2 separate regions of the Pan troglodytes genome follow, and region 2 is linked to region 1. The links are chromatin contacts, called in public HiChIP or PLAC-seq maps. All regions are on one chromosome and are shown on one strand. The core of a region is the stretch at or near the end of the contact, and the rest is flanking DNA. Distances in the headings are between cores, read along the strand shown.

Region 1 (7,138 bases), core at 1,373-3,872:
GGAGGGGAAACAGGCAGAACCTGGCAGTTTCCCCGAGTTGAGAAGACAAGCTGGGAGTTGTGGGAGGCCAAGATGACTGGAGCTTGTATGGCAGAGTACTAGGATGAAGAGCGCCACAGGAGCACAGAGGATCAGAGATGTGCAGTGGGCAACCCTTGAGATTTCAGCTTGGTCAATGCATGAGTATAATGAAACTGTTGAAAAGGAACAGGAAAAGAACTATCGGAAAGGAGCAGATGTAACAATTTCTGAGGCTCATACAGGACAGAAAATGGTTTCAGTTCCCCAAAATCCGACTAGAAAACTTCATAATTCATAAAGTATCAGGGAGACTACTCAGAAAGTATTGCTTCCATAGTGGGACAACATTAGCCCTTGTTCTGGTCCCACCTAACAAATAAATGCAAGCTTTGAAAGTATGAAATGGTTTCCATGTAAAATAACAACGTACTGGAACAAAGCTCAAGAATATTGATAGGAATGTAAAAATTTTTGGCACCCAAAGTTGTGAAATTAACAAAGCTTGATATCTAGTCAAAAATCAGGAAGTATTTAAAACGTGGAAAAAATATGACCCACAATGACTAGAAACATCAGTGAATAGAGACAGATCCAGAAGGGAGAGAGATGATAGAACTAGTAGTCAGGAACATTAAAAGTCATTACCTTGAATTTCTGGCCAAAATGGAGTAACAGGGACTGGATTTTCCCCTAGCCTGAAAACAAAACAAAACAAAACAAAAAAGAGCGAAATACATGAAATAATGGTTTGCAAGGAACTAGACATCATGCAATTAAAGATGGTGACAACTGAGATGCGTCCTAAATTCCACTCCAGCAGACTACCTTGAGGGATTCCAGGCCAGTGTCGCAAGGAAGGGCAGCAAGACAAAGACAATTGGAAGTCCAGATTTCAGAAGACAAAGCTGAGAGACCAAGGTGACAAGAGATCACAGGCCACAAACCTGGCGGGAGACCTGCAGAGGCAGAGAGAGAGAGACAGAAAACTCAGGATATATGAAGAGGGTTCCCCTAAAGCATTCAACTGTGTACTGATCAGAGCCCCGGCTGAGAAAACTTCCCAAGGCCAGGAAAGAACCACCCTAAAACTATTATGGTGTAACTTTCCTCCAACCCTCTCCCTGTACCTCTGTTAGGGATCCCCATTTCCTCATTTCTAAATTAAGGAGTTTGGCTCCGATCAACCTTTTATTGTTCCTGTGAATTGGCTCCTCTGAGCTTTTTAAAAAAGGATTCCACATCCCACCTTCACAGACTCTGATTCAGTATGTCGGGGTGTAGCTATGGAATCTGCACTTTTACCTGCCTCATCCCACAACCCCCGCCACAAATGAGCACCGCGTTGTTTAAACAACCGTCTATGTGGCCACAGAATGACCTCAATGCTTTCCTAAAACTCCAGAACCTATGAAGGTAACCTGTGCTTGCAGCTGTGCTTGCTTACAGAAACAAAGGCTGGATGTCAGTAACCACCGTGCTACAAGATGGGAAAGAGCTCAGCAGCGCTACCCTAACATGAATCTTTGCTAATTACCATACCTAAATCTCTGCCCCGGGGAGAAATGCACCTTGCTAGGCACATGTAGTGCTGTGGTGCAACAGAAAGAATGAGACTGCCACATTCAGGTCTTCCTGGAAAGCCCCACCTCTTTCCAGGAATCCTTGTCCTCAGTCTCCACCTAGGACTCCTAAAAGACCTTAAAAAGCACCCCCTCACTACACCCCAGGAACTTTGAACAGGAGCTCTCCTATTCCATTCCCTGATCAGTGAATAAAGTTTCTGCTCTTGCTTAACCGAACCTGGTCTCATTCTATGGGTGCAAAGGGCACCAGGGAAGGAAAGGATCCACCAGGGTCAAACGACACTCTTGAGATTCAGGAACACCCAGACGATCTCCATGTATCTTTTCAGGAGTAAAACTCTTGGCCTTTGAAGCTGAGAGGCAGGAAGGGAATTACCACAACGGGCGGGGCCCAGCTCCCCATCCAAAACCTCCTTGGTTTTGGGCTGAGATCCTTCTGTCTACTGCCCCTGCCGGCCATCCACCTAACTCCGGGTCCGACCCAGGACCAGAAAAACCACTCAAAGAACCGGCGAGCCTGACCAGGCAGTGCACGTGCTAGTGCCCGCTGCTCCCGATTCGCAGGTGTTGGGAAGACTTCTCTCTTGCCTGTCTAAGCTGAACTTTTCCCGCCTGGAAGAGCAGGCTGGCGCGCGGGAGGGAGCCTGGGAATTGACACTCTCGCTGGCCAATGGACGAAGAGTCTCTGGAGGCTGTTTTCTCTCATTGGATGGAAATGATTCATCCTCTCATCCACTTTGGAAGCTAATTCGCATCACTCCAGACAGTGATTGAAGAGAGGAAAAGGGATGAGAGTGCACGCCTGGGCGCACGCGCGCGCGGGCGGGTCAGACGGCCAGGCCGAGGGGACTGCGCGCCCACCCGCCCACCCTCCCTATTTGTCCAGATGACCCATCCCGGTCCCAGCGATCCCCTCCCCCGAACCACTCGGTCCACAGCCAGTTCCCGCGTACCAGGATAAACTAAGCAGTCACTGCCCTGCTTCTTCCTGCTCATCGGCGTCCCCTGTCTCCCAGTGGAAGCCAAGGAGGGGTTGCGCGGCAGCCGGGTGGGTATGGGAGATGCCTGGCGGTTTCGCGCTTTTTCCGCCTTTTGATTGCGAGTGGGAGCAGCGCGCTGAGGAGAGCTGCAAGGGGAATAGCCCGCCAAGGTGATTCGGTGTGTGGCCATTGCTGCCCTTCTGCCGCTGGTGGGTCGGCGGCGGTGGCGGGACGTGCATCCAGGCGCGATCCAGCGGCAGCAGCAGAGAGAGCTCCACCCTGATGATGCAGAGGCCCAGCTTCCAGCTGACTGCAAGTCGCAGAGCAGGCTGCACCCGCGTCTGCGTGAGGTCTAGAGAGACTTGGCCTGCTCCGCAAATGATCCAACTTCGTGGAGGGGCTGGCGAACACAGACAATGCCAGCCTGGACGAGGAAGGGGCCAGCACTGCTTAGGCCTATTTCCCAGGACGCGCATTACTGGGTGCAGAACTTTACCCCTCAGATGAAGAGTATTTAGGCCTGTTTCCCAGGAGGCGTATTACTGGGTGTGGAACTTTACCCTTCGGATGAAGACTCCAGAGTTGGGTATCTCCAAAGTGATAATCAAGTAAGTGCTTTGCATGGGGCTTGAGAAAACATCTTACTGTTTAAGAACAGAACGTCTTACTGTCTAAGAACATGAATAGAAGGAGATGCCTTCAGTATTGAGTGTTATTTTTGAGAAGTTGGTCAAAGAAGGGGAGAAGATGGTGGATTAATAGATGATGGTGAAAATTATTTTGTAACTCATAGAAGGACAGATGTTTATGTAAAAGTTGATAGTTTTGGTGGAATCATGAGCATGTTTCTGAACTTAATGTAAAATACACAGAGACTCCTGAAATCACTGCTTAAATTACATGGGTCTTGTGGTGTTTGGAAAGAGCAAACTTTAGAAGTGTAATTGTAAAAATAATATCAAACAGAAAAAGGGAAGAGAAAACGTAAAGACAGCTTTCTCAAATCGCTGTTATTCTTAAATCATCTGAAAGCAGTGCACATGACTGGCACTAATATGCATCGGAGAGTAAATCATTGCACAAGGAGACTTGATCTTCTTTTCATTGTAGAATCTGGAGGAAAAAAGCTGTGAAAAGCAAGAGGTGGTAGAGAATAGTATTGTCGAAAGTTTCTGACATCACTGGAGATAGAGAATTTTCCCTGGAAAAAAGTGCTCCTTAGGGAGGAGCATCTGCACATTCCATTAGCATAAAGCACCTGGTCAGCCATATGAAGAAGTCTGGATTTTGTTATAAATATGAAATTTATTTTAAATGGAGGATTTGTAGCAAGGAGTAATATAACCTGACATATTTTTAAAAATCTCTCTGGCAGCTGTGTTGGGGACAAACTCTAGGAGGACAATAGGAGGTGTGGAAGGGAGAAGGTGGCTAAGAGTATATCCCAGGATTGCAAAGATGTCGGAGCCCAGCCTCAGACGGTAATGGTGGAGGTGTTAGAAAATGCTGAATTCCACATTTATTTTGAAGGGCGAGCCCATGGAATTGGCTTGTGAATGGGGTTTTCCATAAATAAGAGAAAAAGAGAGCTCAATGATGATTCTTGGGCTTTTGACTTGAGCAACTAGAAAGATAAAGTCTGCATTAAGTGATATGGGGAAGTCTGAGGAAGGAGATGCTGTGTGTGCCAGGAGTGATGAGTGTGTCAGTAATTCTACTTTTGATATGTTGACTTGGAGATACTAATCCATTCCAACTGAAAAATAAGGAGAGAAGTGGACACTCAACACATGTGGGTGAATGCCCAGAGAGCCTTAAGAAGGGGCAAGAGGCTGAACTTGGGAGAGAAGAGCATAGATCAAAATAAAAGACACACAAAAGGAGAAAGAGAGGGAAACTAGGACTTATGATGGTAATGTTGGCCATTAACTGAGAATTATTTTATTTTATTTTATTTTTTGAGACAGAGTCTTGTTCTATTGCCCAGGCTGGAGTGCAGTGTTACAATCTCAGTTCACTGTAAGCTCAACCTCCTGGGTTTAAGTGATTCTCATGCCTCAGCCTCCTGAGCAGCTGGTATTACAAGTGCCTGTCACCACGCCCGGATACTTTCTGTATTTTTAATAGAGATGGAGTTTCACCATGTTGGCAAGTCTGGGGTCGAACTCCTGACCTCAGGTGCTCTGCTTGCCTCAGCCTTCCAATGTGCTGTGGTTACAGATATGAGCCACTGCACCAGGCCTGAGAAATATAATTAAAGTACAGGGAAAATTAAAAGGGAGAAGAAAGTTCACAGAGAGAGATCATGGCAAATGATAAATACAAAAGCCTGCCTTGTTTCCCAGATTCCCTGTGTCTTAGGTGCCCTGTATTTTACCTCCCATTGAACCACTCTTATCCCTTTGTAATGGTACTCCAAGCGGCACTGCTGTACACCAATTCCAGAGCTTCCCTGCTCCTTGAGCCTAGGAATAGCTATGCTTCTAATTCCTCTTTATTTGCTCATCATTGGAGTAACAGCTGAACCACACAATTGGAATAAGTAACCTGATGTCATTTTTAGTACCAATCTTCCATTTCTTCCTTAAGTATAAAAGTGACCCTCACAGAGAAACTAACTACCTAGAGCTATAGGTCCAGAGCAGAGCTCTAGCTTTGATTTTCCTTTTGCAGCTATGATCTGAGAGCTTGGATGCAATCCACTGAAATTTGATATCAGTGACAGGGTAGGGATGCTCAGGGAATCTGTTGAGCCACCAAGGAAGCCTCACTTTCAGCTAATGCTTACATGGGGCTGTGGAAGTTGTCCAGCATCCCTGAGGACAGAGTGTTTGCCCTGAAAAAGAACATTCCCTTGGCACAAAGCATCTTGTTGGCTGGATTTTATTATAAATGTGATGAGAATACTTTTGGCCAAGTAACTGGTCGTTGGGTCATTTTGTGGTAGTCAAACCCATAAAGAAGAAAAGCCCTCACATGGTCGGGTGAGGTGGGAATGGATCAAGCACTAAGGCCAGGTCTGGTGAAGTTAGGGAGTAAGGCCAGTGTTTATGGAAAGGGATTCCTTCATGAACCCCTAAAAGATGCTTCTAAACTCTAACAGTAGGCTGATGTCTGTATTTAGAGTTGCAAACAACATGTTCTGGGAATATAGAGGAAGGCACCACTGCCTCTACCTTGGGAGTATATCACAGAGAATGAGATTTATATTTGGACTTGATGGATGAGAGATGAGTAGGAGTTTGACAGAAGAAAAGAGTGGAACTGTCTGGATGTACAATGGCAGAAGTGGCAGGAAGGACTGAGGAGAATTGGCTTCTGGGGATGTGTTAGACATAAGGGCCTGGGCACCACATAATGGAGCTTGCAATGGGGTATGTGAAAGCTTAGATGAGATGGTTTTTTTCCTGTCCTCCTGTGGGTTCATAGTGGGCTCACCTCACTCACTCCTGCTAACAATCTGCCCCTATTGATAGATAGCTGAAACGGGGTCTCTAAGCCTCCAGCAACAGCTTAGGAACCAGCCTTGAAGTACTGGCAGCTAACACTTCCCATATAGACCCCGTAGTCCATCCTATCTTAGGAAGACAATGCACTCATGGGGATGGTAACATCCACCTCCAGACTCCAGAGGCTCCAAGGAGTCTGGAGTCTTTACTCTTCAAGTAAAGAAATATTCACTGAGCTGCGTGTGGAGGTTTACATGGTTTGGGACCAACATGTGGCTGGGTGACTTCACTTCCATCCTCATACAGTGGTACTCAGAGATGAATGGGGGATAGAGTGATCAAGATTTAGTTCGATGTCTACCTCCAGTGGGGCAGTGCTTGGTAGTTGACTCATTTTGGTCTCTTTTGATATTCACAGTCACCCGTTGAGGTAGGTGTGACTGTTGATCCCATTTCACAGATTAGGACAGGATAATTTGCTAGAGGTCACAGGACTAGTTGGGGGAGGGAAAGGGTGTCAGGTAGGATTTTAACCTTAGAGCTTCACGTTTTCTTAGGATCTTGCAGGGAGACCTTGAGCAAATTCCTTTCCCTCTTGGTGGGGGTGGGGGAAGTCTCCATTCCCTAAGTATAAATTAAAGAGATCTGCCAGTTTGTGATTCTCTTTACTTTAAAGTTCAACCGTATCACTTGGATAGGTGTTTTGTTTGTTTGTTTGTTTGTTTGTTTTAATGGGGATTCTGGGAACCCAAATATATTTAAGTTCAATAGGTCTGGGGTGAGGCCCAGTAATCTGCAGCTTTTAACAAATCCGGACATCAACAAAACTACCTGAGAAACTCAAGCAAAATGTATGATGCATGAAAATCTTATTGTGAGCTGGTCAAAACACATATCGCTGAGCTCCATCGGTAGAGATCCTGTTTTGATACCTTTGGTTGGACTGTGGCTCGGTAATTTGCATTTCTTAGAAGTGAGTCCATTCAGCTGGTCAACCGCCCCGCCTGTCTCTCTGTGACCCTCCCAGGGCGTCAGCGGTGCTTTTTTACTTGCATCTTGTGGGAAAAGGATCCGCGCAGGCAGCCCCCGTTTAGCACCGCCCTGA
Region 2 (7,138 bases), core at 2,611-5,110, 190 kb before region 1:
CATGACCTTGGGCATATTAATTAACTATTCTTCCTTCATTTTCCTCACCTTAAGGTGGGAATCAACCTTGTTATAAAGATTAAGAAATACATTGTGGTCTGGGTGCGGTAGCTCATGCCTGTAATCTCAGCACTTTGGGAGGCCAACGCTGATGGATCACTTGAAGTCAGGAGTTCGAGGCCAGCTTGGCCAACCTGGTGAAAACCTGTCTCTACTAAGAATTAAAAATTAGCTGGGCATGGTGGTGGGTGCCTGTAATCCCAGCTACTTGGGAGACTGAGGCAGGAGAGTGGCTTGTACCTGGGAGGCAGAGGTTGCAGTGATCCGAGATCATACCACTGCCCTCCAGCCTGAGCAACAGAGCGAGACTTCATCTCTCTCTCTCTCTGTCACACACACACACAATATATATATACACACATATACACACATATTATATATATTATATATGCAATCTATCTATATATACAGTGTGTGTAAATATATATATATATATAGAGAGAGAGAGAGCATATGCAAAGCCTTTAAAACACTGCCTGTATGTAATAGGTCCCCCAGTAAATAATCAATAAAAAGGTGATGTAAATGTTATCAATATCAATACACTCACCACAGGGATACTTTTTAAACAGCAGAGAACCTAGGAAAAAAAATAGAAAATATACAATTGCGGAACTGGGCTATGTTGCAACATCCCTAAATGCAAGAACTTGTTGCCCAACTATTAAGAAAATCTAGGGATTCACTGTGTCTGTTCATGATGTCTCATCTTATGAAGTTTGAGAGAGGATCCGGGTGCTTTAGGAGTGATTAATAGACACAGACAAAAAAAGGAAAATAAAATGGGCAGAAAGAAACATTAATTTTGCATGTACTTGAGCAATCACAGTGGAAAGGGGCAAGAGGTTAAGAAAACACTCCAATATCCTCCGTCTCCCTACATTGTTTTCAGTATCCAGGATAAATCAGATTATATCAAAATATAAAGTGCTCTTAGCTATCCTATACCAACCCCTGTTTTATACTTGACATCAAGGTTCTACTTACCTAAAGAACTTGCTTGACTTCCTACAGCAAAGGGATAAAGCAGTGCAGCCTGGGGCCCATGTCCAGCCCACCTGACAGCTCCCCTTAGGAATTTCTCTGTCTCTCAATCTCTCCTTCCTTCCCTCTCTCCTTCCCCCTCTCTGCCTCTCTCCCTTTCCTCCCCTCCTTCACTCTCCCTCTCTTCCTCTCTCCCTTTCCTCCCCTCCTTCACTCTCCCTCTCTTCCTGCTTCTCCGCACCCCAACCCCCACTTTCTGCCTTTCCAGGGGCAAGGGCAGGGGTCGAGGCCAACTCTAAGCCTCTTCCAATCCTACCACGCCGCCCCGCTCCCCCCAGCACACAAGGGGACTTGCAGCACTACCAAAATAAAACCTGTGTCCTCCCGGCTCCCCAGATGGGTGGCGCTGTCAGTCCCCGGCTTCCTGACACCCAGCTCCTTCTCCTCCCAGCCGGGACTGGAGCCCGCCGCGGCCGCGCCCGTGACCGCGCTCCGCGGAGCACCCCAGCGCCCTGTGTGCTCACTCACTGCGCGCCTCGCCAGCACTCGGCCTGGAATCCAGCGCTCAACGCAGGTCCCGCTCGTATTTGAGGAAGCAAAGGCTCCAGAGCTCCAGCTGGGCGGGAAACGGAGCAGGTGGGGCTAGGGGTTTGAATCGCCCGCCTTTTGGGAAAAGGTTGTCTGCGAACCAACTGGTTACTTTCTTTCACTTTTAAATCAGCCGTGCCTCTTCCGGCCTAAACCTCAGGTAGCTACAGCGTGCAGTACTTGACGCTGTGTTTATATCAGACAGCACTGCCAGTCTGAAACAAAACTTTCTGAATTTCCTAATCCCCAGAGCCAGCGTGAGAAGTAGACTTGAGCCTGTTCTCTTCCCTTGAACTTTTCTTTTACACGAGTACAACAAAAAACAAGAACAGAGACAAGTCGTAGTGTTGCTAGTGATAAGGCAGATTTTTCACCAAGCCTAAAAAGCTTTTAAAAATCTGGTCCGATAACCAAAGGGGTTCCTAGAAAGATTTCTTTATGCCTAGGGACAAAATAAACTCAGCGCTTGAAAAACTGAGCAAAAAGAAACTGGAGTTCAACCTGATGCAAGATCTACTTTCTCCACCTTTGAGATCAGGGAGAGCCTCAAGAAGGTTGAAGGGACTTCAGGGCACACACTGATTCTGAGTTGAGGGTTGGGAGGTTGATTAGGTCTTGCTGGAGCCTCCAAGAATGTCAAATGTTGGCTCCCAGTAATATCAAAGCAACCTGTTGATAAGACAAAGCTAAGTTTCTTGCTCACTTAGGTAATGGAGAACAATAACTTGACAGAATTTAAGTGGTGTCTCAGAGAGGGAAGAGCAAGTTTGGGCTATATGTATTGAGATTTTGAAGTCCCATTGTAACTCTAATATTTAATGAGGGGAATTGGTTAGAATTGAGTCAGCTACGGGTAACAGTTTAGGATTGGTAGATAAAACAAGGCTAGGATTTTGAGGTAAAGGTTCAAAGTCTTAGAATGTAAACTGTTCTTTGATGTTTTCCATTGAAGAGTGGTTGGATCTTTGAAGAAGATACTGGATTAAGCAATAAAGATATTTGCAACTTTCCGGTCCCTGGCAAAAGTTTCTTGAAATAGTAAATGTTTGTTGATGAAAATAATGGAATAAGAAGTCAGGTTAATGTAGTTGGCAAGCTATGTGAGTGTAGATGGCTTCAGTTCTCACAATAATGAACATACCTGATAATGTACTCAACATTTGTCACTTAGAGTATTTTATCCTGGAAAGAAGCGTAGTTGGGAAAACGCACTTGAGATGATGTTTGCTGCACACAGAATTCGGACACAGAGATGTCACTCTCCTTAGGAACCATTTTCATAAAGTTAACATTGGGTCTTAATAGACATCAGTTTTTAAAAATTAGAACAGGCTTGGGCACTGCAAAAGAAAGACACATCCGTTCACTTGGCTGTTCTTTTTACGTTTCCAGGGAGAGCGTCAGTGCCCCTTTCAACAATAAAAGCCCGCAGGAGTGCAGATTTTATTTACCCTGTCCCCACCAGCATCCTGCTGCGGCCAATGAACCCTGGCAAAACTCCAGGTCAGCCCCAGAACCAAAGAGTAACTCACCTAAGAGGAAGGTCCGTTCCCACCAAGTCTCAGACGCCTGAACTCGTGATTTTTAGGGACTTTCCCTTCCAGTCCCTTGGAATCCAGCACTTTGGTTGGAGAACAGAACTCACTTGGGGAATGGCGCGTCTGGCCAATGGAATGAAAGATACTGGAGTTTGTCTTTTCTCTTCAGGCAGCAACTCACCTACTTCGGAAGCCGATTGGCTGCGCTGGGGACACCTGTTGGCGTGCAAAAAAGAGTGGTTGGAAAGGCAAGGCCGAGGGGGCGCGCCTACCCTACCCACCCGCAGCACTCCTCCTTGACGCCGCGAGCAGGACCCTGTCTCACTGACCCCATGCCCACGGCGGTCCTTGCCTGCTTCTATTCTCCCGGTTTCCCCAGTCCCGAGTATTGGAAAGCGAGAGCGAAAGCGAAAGCATCCTAGTCGCCGGTAGGCTGGCCTGGGCCGGGCTGGAGAGGGAGCAGGAAATAAAAACTCGGGTGTGGGAGGAGCTGGGACGCTGGCGGCAGAGCCACTGTGGCAGCTTGAGTCTCGCGCGCGCGGGAAGCGGAGGTGGAAGTCGGGGCGCAGGAATGTGGCTGTCCCCGCCTGTAAATCATGGTTGGGGAGGAGTCGCGGAGGCACCAGGCTGGGGTCTGCAGCGCGCCATCTGCTGCAGCACACAGGAGGCGCTGAGGCTAGTTGGGTAAGTGGGGAGATTTCAGGCACTTCCGAGGGGGCGGCATCCCCAGCAGGTGGGATAGGCCCGGTGACTAGGACAAAATCACGAAGAAGCCGCGGATGCAGGAAGAGTAAACTCCCTTGTCATAAATCGATTCTCCAAACGTTCATCAATATGTGGAGACGTTTATGATAGTGATGAAGAAGATGATATGGCCTCTAGGAATATGCATCTCAAAGCTGATGATCAAAGAAGATTGGAGAGGGTTTTCAAGGCAGCCTGCTGTTTAAGGACCTGCATTCTGAGTAGATGTGTATTGGAAAAGGCGATTACAGTCACAAAGGGGACAACTTTTATGCAATTGACAGAGGACTATATGATGTATATAAACAGATAGGGTTGAAAGGTGTGTTGGTAACTACAAAACACATGGGAATTTGAAGGAAGGAACTGGCCTTAAATGCATGTACAATACACCAAGAGAAGCTAAAATTACTGCTTCATCTTCTGTGGTTTCTTTGGGGTTTGGATAGAGTAACCTTAAAACATATTTGAATGCTGACTTTTTCTATGCGACTCACTTTTGGAATCTGTGCATTCCTACATTCACAAAGGGTAATCACAGCTAGTACCCAGCATCCAAACAATAGCAGCCAATAATTCTACTCTGGAGAAAATTTTCTTTTCTCTTTCTTTCTTTCTTTCTTTATCTCTCTTTCTTTCTCTCTCTTTCTTTCTTTCTTTCCTTCTCTCTCTCTCTTTCTTTCTTTCTCTCTCTCTTTCCTTTTTCTTTTTCTTTCCTTCTTTCTCTTTTTTCTTTTCTTCTTCATTCCTTCCTTCCTTTCTTCCTCTTTCTTTTTTCTCTTTCTTTCTTCTTTCTTTCTTTCTTCTTTCTTTTTTCTTTTATCTTTCTTTCTTTCTCACTTTTCTCCCTCCCTCCCTCCTTTCTTCCTTCTTTCTCTTTTGCCTGTTTTACATTTTAATGTGTAAGCAAATAGTGATTAAAGGACAATAGGCTTAACATTTTCTAAAACATGGGTGTTCAGAATTGAATATACTGATAAAATTTGTTTCCAAAAGGAAGGGTTATATACTAGGTGGGAGTGTAAATTAGTTCAACCATTGTGGAAAACAGTGTGGCAATTCCTGAAAGACTTAAAAACAGAACTACCATTCAACCCAGCAATCCCATGACTGGGTATGTACCCAAAGGAATATAAATCATTCTTTCATAAAGACACACGAACACGTATGTTCCTTGCAGCACTGTTCACAATAGCAAAGAATCAACCTAAATGCCTATCAGTGGTAGGCTGGATAAAGAAAACTCAGTATACCATTGAATACTACACAGCCATAAAAAATAAGGAGATCATGTCCTATACAGGGACATGGATGGAGCTAGAGGCCATTATTCTTGGCAAACTAATGCAGGAACAGAAATCAAATACTGCATATTATCACTTATACGTGGGAGCTAAATGATGAGAACACATGGACACACAGAGGGGAACAACAGACGCTGGGGCCTATCGGAGGGTGGTGGATGGAAGAAGGGAGAGGATCGGGAAAAACAACTAATGGGTACTAGGCTTAATGCCTTGGTGGTGAAATAATCTGTACATCAAACCCCCATGACATGAGTTTATCTATATAGCAGACCTGCACATGTACCACTAAACTTAAATAAAGTTTTTAAAAAAGTTTTCAATCTACAAAGTTGAGATTTACTAGAAAGGTTATTCAAATGACTTTGATATATGGAAATATTAGTGCACAAGGAGATAATAAAAAGTTATTATTATAGAAGATATAAAACTTGTACCACCTAATATCTGTGCAACTAAATCTACTATGTACCAAGATATTTATCAACATTCTTTCTGAAATTTTTATGTCGTTTTGTATAATTTTAATCATATTTCTTTTAAAAACATTTATGGCATGATAAGTTATGTGTTGGCTTATTGCGGAAAGGGCCTAAAATAACAATTCTTAAACTTTATATATATTTGCAATGAAATATATTTTGGCTTTAGACAATAGGAACATAACCTTTTTTTGGATGAAAGATTACTGTCACATTTTTTCTTCATTATCTGACATCTTTGTCATTTTCTTAACTTATATTACTAATTAAAGTTCCCTACCTTTTCAAAAGAAAAAAAGTCTAATATTGACATTTATTTATCTGTAGCAAACTTTAGCTGTTGTTTTTTCTACTAATTTCAGGCAAAAATGAAGTATTAATTTCAGTTACAAAATATAGCTTAGTAAGATCTAAACCAAATAAAATTCACATTCTAAAGACTACAAACAAGTTTTAAAAAGATATTTTGGCCATTAAACTTATTTATTAAATTTAACTTTTGTCTTCTAAGAACCAGAGTTCTTACAATTACTATGAAGTTCCTATTCTATAATCATAGCCTGGGTTCCTTGTCAATGCTTCATTAAACAGGCTATTTTTTTCTTTTTTCTTTTTTTTTTTTTTTTTTTTAGAGACAGAGTCTCACTGTGTCACCCAGGCTGGAGTGAAGTGGCATGATCTTGGCTTACTGAAACCTCCATCTCCCAGGTTCAAGCGATTCTCATGCCTCAGCCACTTGAGTAGCTGGGACTACAGGATTTTGCCATGTTCCCCAGGCTGGTCTCAAACTCCTGAACTCAGGCAGCCCGCCTACCTTGGCCTCCCAAAGTGCTAGGATTACAGGTATGAACCACCGCGCCCGGCCAGTTTCTTAATTCTTAGACTAAATCTACGGGGGACACACTTTTGCCAACATTAGCTGCAAAGGGTTTTTTCCTCCACACTTAAGTCACAGTCAGTAAGTAGTTTTTTTTTTTTTTTTCCCCTGTGTTTTTGTTTCCTTGTTTGTTTTTATTTGGGAAAATGCCTCTTTTGATAGTAATGAATTATTTTTTACACGCAAGGTCAAAAACAGCATGGAGTGAATTTTCTTCCACACGTATACACACTTTTTTATTCCTGCCTCTGGCTGTAGATAGTTGCACAGTTAAAAGCAGGATGGACTTAACGGAGTATCATTTATATTTATAATTGCTGTATTTGTAATTCTGCTACAGAAATGAATTCTGTTATTATAATCAAAGGTTACACTGTTATCTGAATTCTTGAAAAATATGTAAAAATACTGCTCTTGTGGCTTTTCATAGGTTTATAGTCTATAAACAGTAATTTTAATCAATAATTCATATCATTTATGATTAATTTTATGAGAAACAGATAACAATAATAGACATAGGCATAATTATTTTGTGACAGCTGGTGTGTTTGGAGTATTTAC

The links. HiChIP or PLAC-seq counts read pairs in DNA pulled down with a chosen protein or histone mark.
Region 2: an H3K4me3 HiChIP or PLAC-seq map of stem cell-derived excitatory neurons shows a contact between it and region 1, with 3 times the contacts expected there. The contact joins the promoter of FAM111A here to the promoter of GLYATL2 in region 1. A contact is called at or near these places in 2 of 7 Hi-C or Micro-C datasets (blood and stem cell-derived neural progenitor cells) and 1 of 1 datasets of contacts at active chromatin or transcription factors (stem cell-derived excitatory neurons).

Annotation. Positions count from the first base shown.
Region 1 is chr9:61,175,873-61,183,010 of NHGRI_mPanTro3-v2.0_pri, reverse strand. It overlaps GLYATL2 (glycine-N-acyltransferase like 2), which reads left to right and starts at 2,622. Exons shown (of 7, transcript XM_016920934.4): 1 at 2,622-3,192.
Region 2 is chr9:61,369,722-61,376,859 of NHGRI_mPanTro3-v2.0_pri, reverse strand. FAM111A (FAM111 trypsin like peptidase A) reads right to left here and starts at 3,860. Exons shown (of 6, transcript XM_063784068.1): 1 at 3,523-3,860; 2 at 3,165-3,386; 3 at 2,774-2,972; 4 at 611-640.